Linked DNA regions of Sus scrofa: all the other regions are linked to region 1. The links are chromatin contacts, called in public Hi-C, HiChIP or PLAC-seq and promoter capture Hi-C maps. All regions are on one chromosome and are shown on one strand. The core of a region is the stretch at or near the end of the contact, and the rest is flanking DNA. Distances in the headings are between cores, read along the strand shown.

Region 1 (3,314 bases), core at 439-2,938:
AATTTATGTATGTTACCTTAGGTATGACTAAAGAAATCAGTACTTTAAATATACCAGAACTTAACTATCCAAACAAAGATTGTACCTTTCAGACCGTCTTAGGAGGTTTAAACTTCTCTGAACCCATCTTCAGAAATCTGTAGCAGTCATTCTCAAGGTGATCATCCTCAGTCCTTAGCTTGATACATTAGATTTGATACTTTACACCATTATTTATTTATTTATTTAGGCCATGCCACAGCATGTGAAAGTTCCTGGGCCAAGGATCAAACTGTGCTGCAGTAGCAGCCTCTGAGCCATAGCTGCAGCAACACAGGATCCTTAACCCACTGCACCACAAGGGAAGTTCCTTTAAACCATAATTTTAAATCATTTAGAGAAAAACTCTGAATAAGATAATAAGTGTGACTAGCAGGACTAAACGTATTTCTTAAAGGAGTCCCAAAATAGGGTAATGGCAGCATGATTGGAATGAGTATAACCTCACAAGAATAAAAACGGTAAAGCCTAGCACTAGGCAGAATGCTCTGCTAAGATAAAATGTGGAATGGTGAATACACATGAATGGGATAGAGAGGCAGAAGGTGATGGTCAAGACAGTTCTCTAGTATGAACAAACTGGACTGCCATTACTAAAATTCAGAACCTAGGAAATAGTTTGGAGATTACCACAATCAGTTTGAGGTGACTTTGAGGGTGGAGAACAGTAAGTGGGCAATTATAATCTAGTTTTTTCTATGGCTGATAAGTGAAACCCAAAGAAAAGAATTAAAGAAATATGAGACTATTCAGATGCCAGTGGCATGGATGCATTTGAAAGGATGAAAATGCAAGAGATGACAAACAAGCTTTTAAAGTAAAAATGGGGTTGAATGGAACAGACCACAGGTTGCCCAGATTGTTTCTAATGAGAGGTCAGGAACTCTGAGGGCTGGAACAAATAGAGGTTTGGGGAGGGGGTGGTGTTTGCTTTTAAACCTCGGTCGACGGTGCCAAAAGAGAGAAAAGGAAAAAAAGCTCTAATTGTATTTGCCTTATTCTCTCTGTGGCAGTTTATGCGGGTAACCAAAGTCTTAAAAGCGAAGTACATGTAATATTAAAACCCCCAAGCTGATGGAGAGTGCTTAAGGTTTCAAAATACCCAGATATTGAAGGGGCCCGAGGTTAAAAAGAAAATGCAAACCGGAAAAAAAAATTTTTTTAATTAGCTATATTTATGGGAAAATGCCAAAGGGAATACTTTTAAGACACTTTTTGGTCTGAAGAAAAACTAAAAGCTAAAGGACATGCTTTTTAAGAACTTTAAAATCTGGAGCTTTCAAGTGAGAGCTGTAGTTAAGGCGCCAGCTCCTAACACAGTGTTGGCTGAAACGCCCAGGCAGCCTCCAGCCGTCCCAGGCGGCCAGGGTTGGGGGCACCCGGATCGGAGTGGGGGTGGGGTGGGTGGGGAGCAGAGCCGGCGCATGCGTGCGCGCTCTAGCCCCCCGCTCCAATCTCCCGGCTCCATCTCGCGTTCAATCGCACTTCTTTACACGCCCTCCGCGCAAAGACCTTCCGGCCACCTGCCGCCCAATCATCTTCCGACTCCCTCCCGCTTCGTCCTTCACATCTCTTAGAGCTCTCCAGTCGCACTTCTCAAAGCTTTCAGCGGAGCGCGCTGAGCCTCTTCCCGGCCGGAGGTAAGAAAACGGATCTGAGCTTCCAAGGCTGCGTGCAAGACAGGCGGTCACCTGGTTGTTGACGTCAGCGCGGGGCTGAGAGCCTCTAGGGTTTTAACCCGCGTCTCCTGCTACGCGCAGGCGCCCGAAAGGAAGACTTGGCATGCTTCGGCCAATGAGAGCGCGTTCTGCGACTCCTCTCTAGCCAGCCTCCGCAGCCGGCGCAGAAGGACGGGTGGAGCGGAACGCACCCAGCTGAGATTTCGAGGGCGGGAGGCCGAGAAAGCACTGCGGGTAGGGGCTTGTCAGAGTTTGTCTTCGGGCGGGTGGAGGACCAGGCCGGCAGCGCGCGCTCGTTGGTCCGCCCGGGGCCCCGGTGCGCATGCGCTCCCGCACGGCCCAGCACGGCCCAGCGCGCCGCCGCACACCCCTGCGGTAGGAGCGACTGTTCCTCTTGGTATGTGGTGGGAGGTGGAGCGGGTCGGTGGAAACTCTCTGGGCAGATCCGTGCCTGAACTGTTAAGGAGAAGGTGGGGAGGGACTCCGTTTGTGCCTTCAGGCTGTTGGGCGCAGGAGGGGGTGGGGGCGGCGTTGGGGGTGGGCTGCTCTTGGAGTCCCCAAGTTCCAGCTTTTGAACACAGGCAGTGCCAGGGGCCAGAGTACCCGCAACGCATCTGTTTTAACTTGTTTTGAAATGAGAAACCTAAGGTGATTTAGGTTTTATTTTTCCGTCTGTCATACTTCCCCGAAGTCTTTGACTTATCATAGGAATTGTTATTCAAATCTCATGGCAGATTTAGAAAAGGAATCTTAAAAACCTAAATACTTTGCTACAATTTATTAATTTCTCTAAAGGGCTTCCTGCTTTTACTTTTGCTTTTTCTTGGTCCTTTCACCTTCTCTAACAAGTATTAAACTGAAAAGCAACCAAAAATTGCCTGTTTTTCTCTCTCCTTAGAACTACTTTTTAAAACCTGACAAGATAGTTACTAAGTTTAAATGAGAGTAGCCTGAGGATATTAACTCTTTTAAAATAAGTTACTTTCAAATAAAAATGTGCCAAATGGCCACAGATCAGTTCTAGGACCTCCATTTGGTAAAAATGATTTCAGTCAAAAGTAATTTAAACAAAAGTTTTTTTCTGAACTACCCATAAGTTGGCTTTCCCACCAATTTAGTTATCTCTCTACCAAATTTGATTTGAAACCTAACAGGAAACTTGATGTCTCTCTATTAACAGCACAGAATTTAGGTTAAAATCAGAAATGTTCATCTTATGAAATAGAAGCTAGTATCACTATTAAGTGGATTACAGCAGCCATTTCCGATGGTTTTTAAAGGAATGTGGACCTTCTTGCCTTCCACTCTCCATCCAAAGTCTTCCAGAGCACCATTCTCTAAATGTAGCACCTGGGAGTTTCTTCTAATACTCTGTGCAAGGCTCTGTCATTTCATTTACTGTAGTGTTTTATAATTATCTGCTTGTGTCTGTTTTTTTCACTCCTGCCCTCTTTCCTATAGTGTAAATTTTTGGCGAGGTAGAGTGTCTTATTTTTCTGTTCCCAGTACTTGGAGAGAGCCTGGTACGTAAGTGCCTGGGTAAATGCCTGTTGATGGGTTGGGTGTCTTACCAAGTGTGGTGAGGACACGGGAACC
Region 2 (3,314 bases), core at 240-2,739, 230 kb after region 1:
GGCAGACTTCTTTCTGGGTAATGCAGACACAGGACCTGACTAGTTCCAACTCGTTCCACTGACCATTTCAAATTCACATGGTACAATTTGACTTATGTAAAGATATATATAGATTTCCCTGTGCTATACAGTAAGATCTTGTCTTTTATCCATTCAATATATAAGTTTTCATGTGCTAATCCCAAACTCCCAATCCATCCCTCTTCCACCCCCAAAAGACCGGCTGCAACCAGATGCAACCAAGGTGGCCTTAAGAATAATCCAGTCATTGACCGTTAACTCATTATACCCTCATTTTTTTATTTTTAATTTTTAATTCTTTTATTTTAGGGCCGCACCTGCAACATATGGAAGTTCCCAGGCTAGGGCTCCAATGGAAGCCGCAGCTGCCCTCCTACACCACAGCCACAACAATGCGGGATCCCAGCCACGAGCTGCAACACCATAGCTCACCGCAATTCCAGATCCTTAACCCACTGAGCAAGGCCAGGTATCAAACCCATGTCCTCATGGATACCAGTCAGGTTTATTACTGCTGAGCCTTGATGGGAACTCCTATACCCTCATTGAAATAACTAAAAATCATTCCCCCTTATGCCATGACAGTTTTAAGATGGACCACAAAAGGCCTAAAAGTAGGCAGACTTACTGGGAAATCTCTATACTTCCCCAAATAGCAAGAATATTGCTCCCACTCATTAGCATATAAAATTACTTAGCCCATACAAAACCTATAACCCCTTGCTTTGAGGCCATTCTCACTTTCTGAGACTGTCAGCATTCTGCCTATGAAGTGTGTATTCTAAATAAACTCACTTTTATTTTTTTCTGGCTCCCTCTTGACTTCTTTCCTAGGAGAAACCAAGGACCCCCATTTGGCTGTCATCCTAAGGACTCCAGTGACATTTCTCTCTCCTGCAAGACCCTTTTGGAGTCTCTTTTGGGTCTGTCTCCTATAGGGGTGACAATTCCAGAAATCTAAACTTAAAGGATTGAAGTTTCCTTTACACAGATCCAACTTTACCCAGGATGATGGGCAACTCCAATGACCTACTCATTCCAGGGAGGTGGTGTTCCCCCCATCTGTATAGGACCTTGCAGTTGCACCTTGATTAATATTTAACGCCAAAACTCCATTATCTAATCATTTGGGTGAGAGATACATGACAGTAAGCAAATTCCCAAGGGAGTCATGTATAAACCATATTATTACTTAATATGAGAACTGCCCTAGGTTCAAGAATAGATTGGAAAAGCGACCCATGAAGACATAAGGAATTACTCCCTACCAATGTCAGTTTAAATGCAAAGTGAAACAGAAAGCTCCAAGTCCTTCAGGAGGCAACAAGCCTCTGGCTGACCTGGACCCTGTGATTGACCTCTGCAGTCTGGACTACAGCTTCTCAAGAGCCTAGGAGCCCCGCCCTTCCTTACCTTCAAAGGGCAAAGCTAGGAACCATAGAGATGTAGCTTCCTAGAGAGCCGGGACAGGGAGTAGGGGCGTGAGCGACCGGAAGTGTAGGTACTCGGGGGTCAGCCATTATTTTGGGCTTCGGCCCTCGTCGCGTCCAGTTCTGGTGTCATCTCCCTGCGTCCCGGCGCCGAGGCGGCGGTCCCCAAGGCTGGAGCCGCCGCGGGAGCCCCGGTGAGCGAGGTGGGCTCCGGTCGGATTGGCAGCGCGTAGGGCGGCCCGTGGTGCGGCTTGAGCTCTCCAGGGGAGCGCACCTCTCGCCGGCCCAGACCCCAAGCTCCTTCCTTTCTCAGCTCGGTGTTGAGGTGGATGCCTTGACTGCGGCTTGGGGAAGGTATTGAAGACAGCGCCCCCGAGTCTGTGTTTGTGTCTGTGGACCGGTCCTCGAATCAGTAGAATGTACAGTCCCTTTGAGAACAGCGCCCTCAGTAGCCAGGTTCCCCAGCTTAGGCCTCTCTGCGGTTTCTCAGTCTTTTCTGAGGCTGATGCTGACAGTTGAGATGTACGAGGAGCAGGGGCTCCCAGGCTTATGGGGACTTTGGTTTTCGTTTTTCTTAAGGAATTGGCAGACTCCCATCTTTAAATTTTGTTATATGGTATTTAATAAGCAAACTGAGACCTCCCATACCACCATTGCTTCAGAGAATATATTTCCACACTAAACACTAAATGGCGTCGTTTGCAAAACAGGTTGTTGCCAACCTGTCAGTGACTATGTACGGTTGTTGTTGTTATTTTGTTGCTTTTACATCTTGTTAGATTAAAGCTTTATAATGAACTGTTGTTTGGGAACCATTGCTTTAGAATAGTTGTTTGGCTTTCAGAAGTCTTTCTAAAGTTTTTTTTTTTATTTTAAAATTTTTATTGGAGTGTAGTTGACTTACAGTTTTGTGTTTCAGATGTACAGTAAAGTGAATCAGTTATGCAAATACATAGATATATATTCATTTTCAGATTCTTCTCCTTATCAGTTATTACCGAATATTGAGTAGATTTCCCTGAACTATAGAGTAGATCCTATCTTACATATAGTAGTACTTACCTATCTTACATATAGGTACTTACCTGTCTTACATATAGTAGTTTGTATATATTAGTCCCAACCTCCTAATTTATCCCTTTTCACCATGTTTCCCCTTTGGTAGCCATTAGTTTGCTTTCTAAATCTTTTAGTCTGTTTCTGTTTTGTAAGTTCTTTTGTATCATTTTTTAAATTAGATCTCACATATTAGTGATCTCATATATTTGTCTTTGTCTTACTAAGACTTGAAATTAGTATGATAATTTCTAGGTCTGTCTATGTTGCTGCAAATGGCACAGAAGTCTTTTTTTCAAATTAAAGTATAGTTGATTTACAATGTTGTGCGAGTTTCTGCTGTACAGCAAAGTGACCCACTCATTCATATTCGTATATGTGTGTGTGTGTGTGTTTTGCTTTTTAGGGCCTCACCTGCAGGGTATGAAAGTTCCCAGGTCGAATTTGAGCTGCAGCTTCAGGCCTACGCCACAGTCACAGCCACGTGGGATCTGAGCTGTGTCTGTGACCTACACCACAGCTCATGGCAACACTGGATCCTTAACTCACTGAGTGAGGCCAGGAATTGAACCCACATCCTCAAGGATACTAGTTGGGTTGATTTCTACTGAGCACAATGGGAACTCCCTAGTCTTTTCTTAAGTGCAGTTATTTTAGACTTTGGGGATTAGAATCACTGACGTTCAGAATATGCTCCCACAGCCAAACTAGTTGAGTGGCCATCAGTGAATCACTTAGCTCCTCTGAGGTTTCTTCTGTTCCTTTTAACGTGAAGCTCACAAACTTTTTGTGAGAAGCAAACAAAAT
Region 3 (3,314 bases), core at 451-2,950, 190 kb after region 1:
GAATTAGCATCATCGACCTTCTGGTTACAACCAGTCTGGAGTCTACGTGACTGTGAGCAGAATACAGTTAACTTCTCTCCCTTAGTGGGGAGTTTCAGTCTATGCAGAACAGTTCAAAAGACATGGCCCAGGAGTTCCCGTCATGGCTCAGTGGAAACGAATCTGCCTAGGAACCATGAGGTTGCAGGTTCAATCCCTGGCATCGCTCAGTGGGTTAAGGATCCAGCATTGCCATGAGCTGTGGTGTAGGTCACAAACATGGCTCGGATCCGGCACTGCTGTGTCGTAGGCTGGCAGCTGTAGCTCTGATTAGACCCCTAGCCTGGAAACCTTCACGTGCCGTGGGTGTGGCTCTAAAAAAAGCAAAAAAAAAAAAAAAAAAAAAAAAAAAAAGATATGGCTGGCCCAAAATATTAATTATAGTCCCTGAAGAAGAACTAAAAATCCTTGGCTTTGTTCAATGGCTAAAGTATTATTTATTTATTATTATTGTCTAGCTTAAATGTTTTCCTTTCTGCATTTTCTCATTTCTCTGGTTAAATTTATTCTTTGGCTAAAGATTTCATACAGACAAAAGGCAGATAGAGGACATGGATGGGGGGGTCTATTCTGGGAAGGCTTCACAGGGTCCCACTTGGTTAAATTAGGGGGCTGTTGTAGAATTCCCAGAAATCACCTCAGAGGACACTCGAGGAAGATGGAGAATAGCTTTATTACACCAGTGGGTCCATGGGGAATGGCTTCCCAATCATGGACCCCAAACTGAAAGGGGGAAATACATTAATAGTGCTTGCTTACATGTCTAACATGCTACCTTAACCTTTAGTTACATGCAGGATACAGAAAGATGTATAGCTGTACAGAATGTCTTATGTTGTTATTTTAATGATTAACCTCAAGTACAATCTAGCTATTTCAAATATCTTGAGAACAGTTGGGGCCCAGAGTTTCTCAAGTTCTAATGACTTTGTTTTTCTCAGAGCCCTTGTATGGGTCATCTTAAGTTCACCAAGATGGATGGTTGGGCAGCAAGATAACTTTGCTCTTGTCAAGCTCCCTATTCCCTTTTCCACACCCCTACAAGACCTCTGCTTGGACACCAGAGTGCGGTTCTGTTTTAGGAAAGATTAACCACATCCATGGGCTGAAACATCATAATCTCTGTGCTCTTTTCTTCATCAATAAGACGGAGATAACTTGCTCCTTTCATTAAGATATGTTGGGGAGTTCCCCGGTGGCTCAGTGGGTTAAGAATCTGGGTTGTCATTGCTGTGGCTTCCATTCCTGGCCTGGGAACTTCCACATACAAACTAAAAACCACTCATACTGGGTGAAAAATGCCCTGGGCATCACATACAGTATAATAATTACGGTCAGTATATCTCAATGCTCACAGCCCTGGGAGGCATACACTGGGCTCTGCCTTTTTCAGATCAAAAAAACAGGCTCAGAGACTAGGTATCTTTCCAAAGGTCAGGAGGGGAAAGGGTAGACTTTGGGTGCATGACGGTCGCCCAGACCTTAAATAGCCTAAGAAAAGCACGTGCACACTAATCAGGCCGGGCCCTTACTGCCCTTGCCCTGCCCCAGCTCGGTTGGGTGAGGGTAGTCAATACGCTCAAGGGGCAGCGGCCTCTCCAGGTGCGGGGGCGCACGCGCCCACCTTAGAGACGGAGACTTCCGGGATCCTGGTGAGGCCGGAAGTGGGACCTCTCTCGCTTCCGGCTCGGCCATTGTTTTCGCTTGTGCGGGCCGCTGGCTCTCCTAGGTGTCTAGGGCTTGCCGCTTCTGTGCCCCGGTGAGCGGACACGGGGCGAGGAGGGAGGTGCTTTGGGGGCCAGGGCCACTGGGTCGGAGCCTCTAGGCCACCCACAACCCAGGTCGGTGACGCCCCCTGATGTACCCTGGTCTCCGCCGGCTGCGCGGTTCCCGTGACTCTCAGAAGCAGCCAGATTTAGAGCCGCCTCTTTGTCCCAGTTTCCTGACCAGCCGTGCCTGGCACGGAGCCCGGCACCTGCGGGTACAGCGATGCACAGGGCAGACGTGGCCAGGTGAGCGCCGCCGCGGAAGCCTGGTTGAACGCGAAATGTAGATAGGTTTTTTTTCCCAGCCTTGCGCTCGGAGACAGAACAAAGCGTCAGAAGTGGGTCAGACCCAGTCGGAATTTCAAACGTGAAGTATGAAAATGCAGATGAGATAAGGGACTGAGCATTCGGAGCAGTAAGGGAAATAGGAAAATGGCCTGAACTTTATATGTTCTCGCATAGCAAAGTTCACAAATTTTAAGACATTGAGGCCTGCAGAGTAGTGGCTTGCCCAGGCTGCAAAGATGCATGGTGAATTGGAAGTATGGAACAGTTGATTTAGTTACCACTAAGGTGCTGATGATTCTCAGAGTTTCAAAGTATGTAAACTGGATAAAAATCGCCCCTCCTCCGGTACCCCCCGCAAGCGTAACTGCACTGTCAGCTAAATGAACTGCATTCATTTGCTTCCTAGATGTGTGCCTCTCTATGTCAAGTACACACACATGTACAAAGATTACTGAGAACCAGCTCTGGAGTTCCCGTCGTGGCGCAGTGGTTGGCGAATCCGACTAGGAACCGTGAGGTTGCGGGTTCGGTCCCTGCCCTTGCTCAGTGGGTTGATGATCCGGCGTTGCCGTGAGCTGTGGTGTAGGTTGCAGACGCGGCTAGGTTCCCGCGTTGCTGTGGCTCTGGCGTAGGCCGGTGGCTGCAGCTCTGATTCGGCCCCTGGCCTGGGAACCTCCGTATGCCGCTGGAGCGGCCCAAGAAATAGCAACAACAACAACAATAACAACAACAACAAAAAAAAAAGACAAAAAAAAAAAAAAAAAGAACCAGCTCTGACCTGTGAATTCTCCCAGAAAGCGGGGCGACAGTTGTATAAATCACTAACACAGTGTAAGAAGTGCCCCAGCAGAGTTTTGAATGAAAAAATACTGTGGGTTCACTGAGTCAGTAGCCACACTTAAGCCTGGAGAGATCCGAAAGGCTTTCTAGAGGAGATGCGTTGAGTAGAGGAGAGTCTGGCATTTCTAACTCCTGTTAGTTTCCTTTCCTTTTGTGGCCATCCATTTGGATGGATGTGAGTGGTGAGTTGTGCACAAACTAGTTAAAAATATGGTGTTATAGTAAGAGATACAGAGAGGGAGACTACCAGCTACCCTTCTTGCATGGGGCAATTAGGAATGCCTTCAAGAGAAAATGGCATTTGTTCTAGAGCTTACCAGATCAATAAGTTTATCACAAGTTTCAGAAGAAGAAAAATCCAAGCAGAGAAAGAATATATGT
Region 4 (3,314 bases), core at 382-2,881, 140 kb after region 1:
CTGCTTTCCACGGCATATGGAGATTTCCAGGCTAGGGGTCCAATGAGAGCTGTAGCCGCCAGCCTACGCCAGAGCCCCAGCAACTCGGGATCCAAGCCACGTCTGCAACCTACACCACAGCTCATGGCAACGCCAGATCCTTAACCCACTGAACAAGGCCAGGGATCAAACCCTCAACCTCATGGTTCCTAGTAGGATTCGTTAACCACTGAGCCACAAGATGAACTCCGAAATGCAAACAGTTTTAAAGAAGACTGGCCACTACTTTAGCTTAGGAAGGTAAATATTCTCTGATTTCTTAGGCTTGTATAAATGAGAAGACAGTAGAGTGGTTTTAGGTTACAGCTGTGCCTTGTTTTTTAAAATGGCATTTTATATGCCACGCTTTCATTCTGAAAACAGAGACAATCACCCTAATACATATCATTCATTGAGCATGAAGGGAAGCCCAGGTCACCCAGGAGGAGATAGAGTAACTTCTGCTGACTCCAGGCACCAGGCAGGAACAGTTCCTGATGGCACCAGACACACAATCACTCTCCGGTCAACTCATCACATTCGCTAAACTGTAACTGATAAAAATAACCTTGACAAAAAACAGGACTTCTAAACTCCCCTACATATTCTGGAAGCTCCAAGACCCTGGCCAACAGTCTGGCCTCAAACCCGACTGTTGCCCCTCCTTGCTGATTAAAGGCAAACTGGTTCTGTTGAAACAGTCTCATTTCTTTCTGTAACCACCTCTTTTCCTTACGCGCATGTCCAGCTTCATGTACTAGAGAAAATAAGCTACAAACAAAATGTTTTCTTTTCATTATACTTGCAAAAATATGTCTCATTGGTGTCATAATGCTGGCAACAATTTTAACCAATATACGAATAAACGCATTCCACAAGTTGAAAATAAAACAGTATGAATGTACTTAATGCCACTGAATTATACATTTTAAAATGGCTTAAATGATCAATTTTCACGTATCGTGTGATAAATGTTATGTTTTACCACAATACTAAAAAAAGGCCTTTTAAAAGCAATAATATACAAATATGAAACCACGTTATACACCTGAAACTAATATGTGGATGACGTCTTAATTTTTTAAAATTAAAATATACGGATTACTTATTTTTAAAGCAGTAAATTAATTCCATTTCTTTAAAACTGTATATGTAATATATTGAGTTTGCATAATCATGCACAAAATTAAAAAGGTCCGGAAGTCCCGAGGAAAAAAAAATCAACGAACTGCATTTACTTTTACTTTCTTACGCTCACTGGCGTCACCTAATTGTAAAGAGTGCGCTTTGTTTGCATAATTGGGAGGTGTGGTAGAACACAGAAACGATTACTCCAAATTCTCGCCCCTGGCGGCAAAACGCAGGCAAATACGCCCTCACCGCGGCGGGTCGGGCTCCCAGGCCAGACCCCCGCCCCGGGCGCGGCCTCCAGGCCGAGCCTCAACCCACCGCCCCTGGGAACCCCGCACAGCAGCCCCCACAGGACCCTCGCCCCACCGAGCCGCTCACCGACTTCTGCGGCCGAAAAACGCTGGCTCCCCAGACCGGACGGCCCAACCCGCGCCAGCCTCCCGGCTCCCGGAGCTCTGCTGGCTCATATCGCGCACGCGCGTCGCCGCGGCGCGGGCCTCCTGGCCTCTCTAGGAAGCTGGGAGGGCCGTAGTCTCGACTTCTCTGGGTGGGCCCCAGTGGTCCTCTGTGCTTCCTCTGAGCCCAGCCCAGAGGGTTGTCAACACACCCTCCACCTAACACGCTGGACGCCTGCTTAGTTATATTCATGCCTTAGAGCTCTGTATTGCAGTCGCTGGAGACCAGGCAGGTTCACTCTAGATTCAGGCAACCTAAAAAAGAGCCGAAGCGCAGTAGAGCATACATCCCTTTATTGGCATCAAAAGCAGCATAGAAAGTCCCGTTTGCCTTTTATATTGGTATACACAAGGCCGGCTATTTGCCAAGACATTAGTTACGTAAGGGGTAGTCGTCATCACATTCTATTCCACAAGCATATACATAGTCTTTTTTTTTTTTTTTTTTCTTCTTTCTTTTTAGGGCCACTCACGTGGCATTTCGAGGCTAGGGGACGAATAGGAGCTGCAGCTGTTGGCCTACACCACATCCATAGCACCGCCAGGAGGAAAGGCCATCAGCGTGTGTATCGGCAGGTCCAATTGGCCAGTAAGTACGCCCACCGATGTTGACCATAGACCCAGAGGTTACCGCAGGGAACAGGGGAAGCAGGGATGTTCATGCAAAGGGCTTTGGGAAGCCATCCCATTATTGTTCCCATGCCTTGCTTTTTAACACAGTGAAGGCTTTTTAGTTAACTCAACATTTGCCTTGCTTTTTAATACAATGAGGGCTTTTTACAGTTAACTCGACATTTTCTAGGGTAAGCCACCCCAGCCCATCCCATACAGAATACCTGTTGACTAAAAAATTACACAACCTGAAAGTTGAGAGTTAAGTTTTATTTGGGGTGAAATTAAGTCTTAAGCCCCGGGAGACAGCATCTCGGGTAGCCCTGAGAAACTGCTCCACTCTGAGGCATGAGGGAGGAGCTAGGATATATGGGGGGAGGGGGTGGTGCAACAAAGGATAGGCAGCAGGAACAAAAGAGGCCTGGGCTCACTGAAATCATTCCTTTGATATGCACCTCCACTATCAGGGCCAGTATCCTGAGTTTTCATAGCCTGCAGAACTCAGTGGCTCTCACCGTTGGAAGAGACTGCTTTTACAGATGACTATGACATTCTTCACCATTAACTACAGACCAGGCAGAAATACCACCCAGGATAGGATAAAGGTGAGGAGGAGGTGCATGCAGCACACACACATTTTATAAAAGTTTGTTGCTAATCTCTTGAAGGTTACTACTAGTCCCAAGGAACAGACATCACCATGAAGGATTTTAGTGTTTTTCTAGATATGGGAATCTGCAAGAATTGGGTACATAAAATCTTCTCATAAAAATATCTATCTGAAGGCCTGTTCTTTCAGTTTTCCTAGAGCACAGACCACTGCACTCCGGGACTCCATCCTGAGCTTCACTTGGGGTGCTGTGGGTCTATGGCTGCAGTGGCTCATGTTTTACTCCATGTAGAGGCTGATGACAAGTGCCAAACTTAAGTTCACATACCCAGCCCAAGGGCGCTAATGATTTACTTGTTCACGTGCCAGAGCAAACACCTTGGCCTTCTTATTATTCCATTGTGGATTGTCATTGCCACTGTTCGAGTCCTGTAACCGGGTCCAGTTCTTTGCTGTGACTGGTCTGACCTTCCATGGTAGCCCCAAGA

The links. Promoter capture Hi-C pulls out the DNA fragments that hold promoters and counts their contacts. A called contact is a pair of places that touch in the nucleus more often than the background predicts. HiChIP or PLAC-seq counts read pairs in DNA pulled down with a chosen protein or histone mark.
Region 2: a contact with region 1 is called in an H3K27ac HiChIP or PLAC-seq map of alveolar macrophages. The contact joins the promoter of ZNF197 here to the promoter of TCAIM in region 1. A contact is called at or near these places in 2 of 47 Hi-C or Micro-C datasets (heart right ventricle and skeletal muscle) and 1 of 2 datasets of contacts at active chromatin or transcription factors (alveolar macrophages).
Region 3: a Hi-C map of liver shows a contact between it and region 1, with 4 times the contacts expected there. The contact joins the promoter of ZKSCAN7 here to the promoter of TCAIM in region 1. A contact is called at or near these places in 1 of 5 promoter capture datasets (liver) and 2 of 47 Hi-C or Micro-C datasets (embryonic fibroblasts and liver).
Region 4: a contact with region 1 is called in a promoter capture Hi-C map of liver, with 2.5 times the contacts expected there. The contact joins the promoter of ZNF445 here to the promoter of TCAIM in region 1. A contact is called at or near these places in 1 of 5 promoter capture datasets (liver), 2 of 47 Hi-C or Micro-C datasets (fetal liver and skeletal muscle) and 1 of 2 datasets of contacts at active chromatin or transcription factors (alveolar macrophages).

The regions. Positions count from the first base shown.
Region 1 is chr13:27,646,382-27,649,695 of Sscrofa11.1, forward strand. It overlaps TCAIM (T-cell activation inhibitor, mitochondrial), which reads left to right and starts at 1,689. Exons shown (of 12, transcript XM_021071724.1): 1 at 1,689-1,952.
Region 2 is chr13:27,873,985-27,877,298 of Sscrofa11.1, forward strand. ZNF197 (zinc finger protein 197) reads left to right here and starts at 1,490. Exons shown (of 6, transcript XM_013981533.2): 1 at 1,490-1,654.
Region 3 is chr13:27,837,495-27,840,808 of Sscrofa11.1, forward strand. It overlaps ZKSCAN7 (zinc finger protein with KRAB and SCAN domains 7), which reads left to right and starts at 1,701. Exons shown (of 6, transcript XM_013990082.2): 1 at 1,701-1,798.
Region 4 is chr13:27,781,717-27,785,030 of Sscrofa11.1, forward strand. ZNF445 (zinc finger protein 445) reads right to left here and starts at 1,632. Exons shown (of 7, transcript XM_003358387.4): 1 at 1,528-1,632.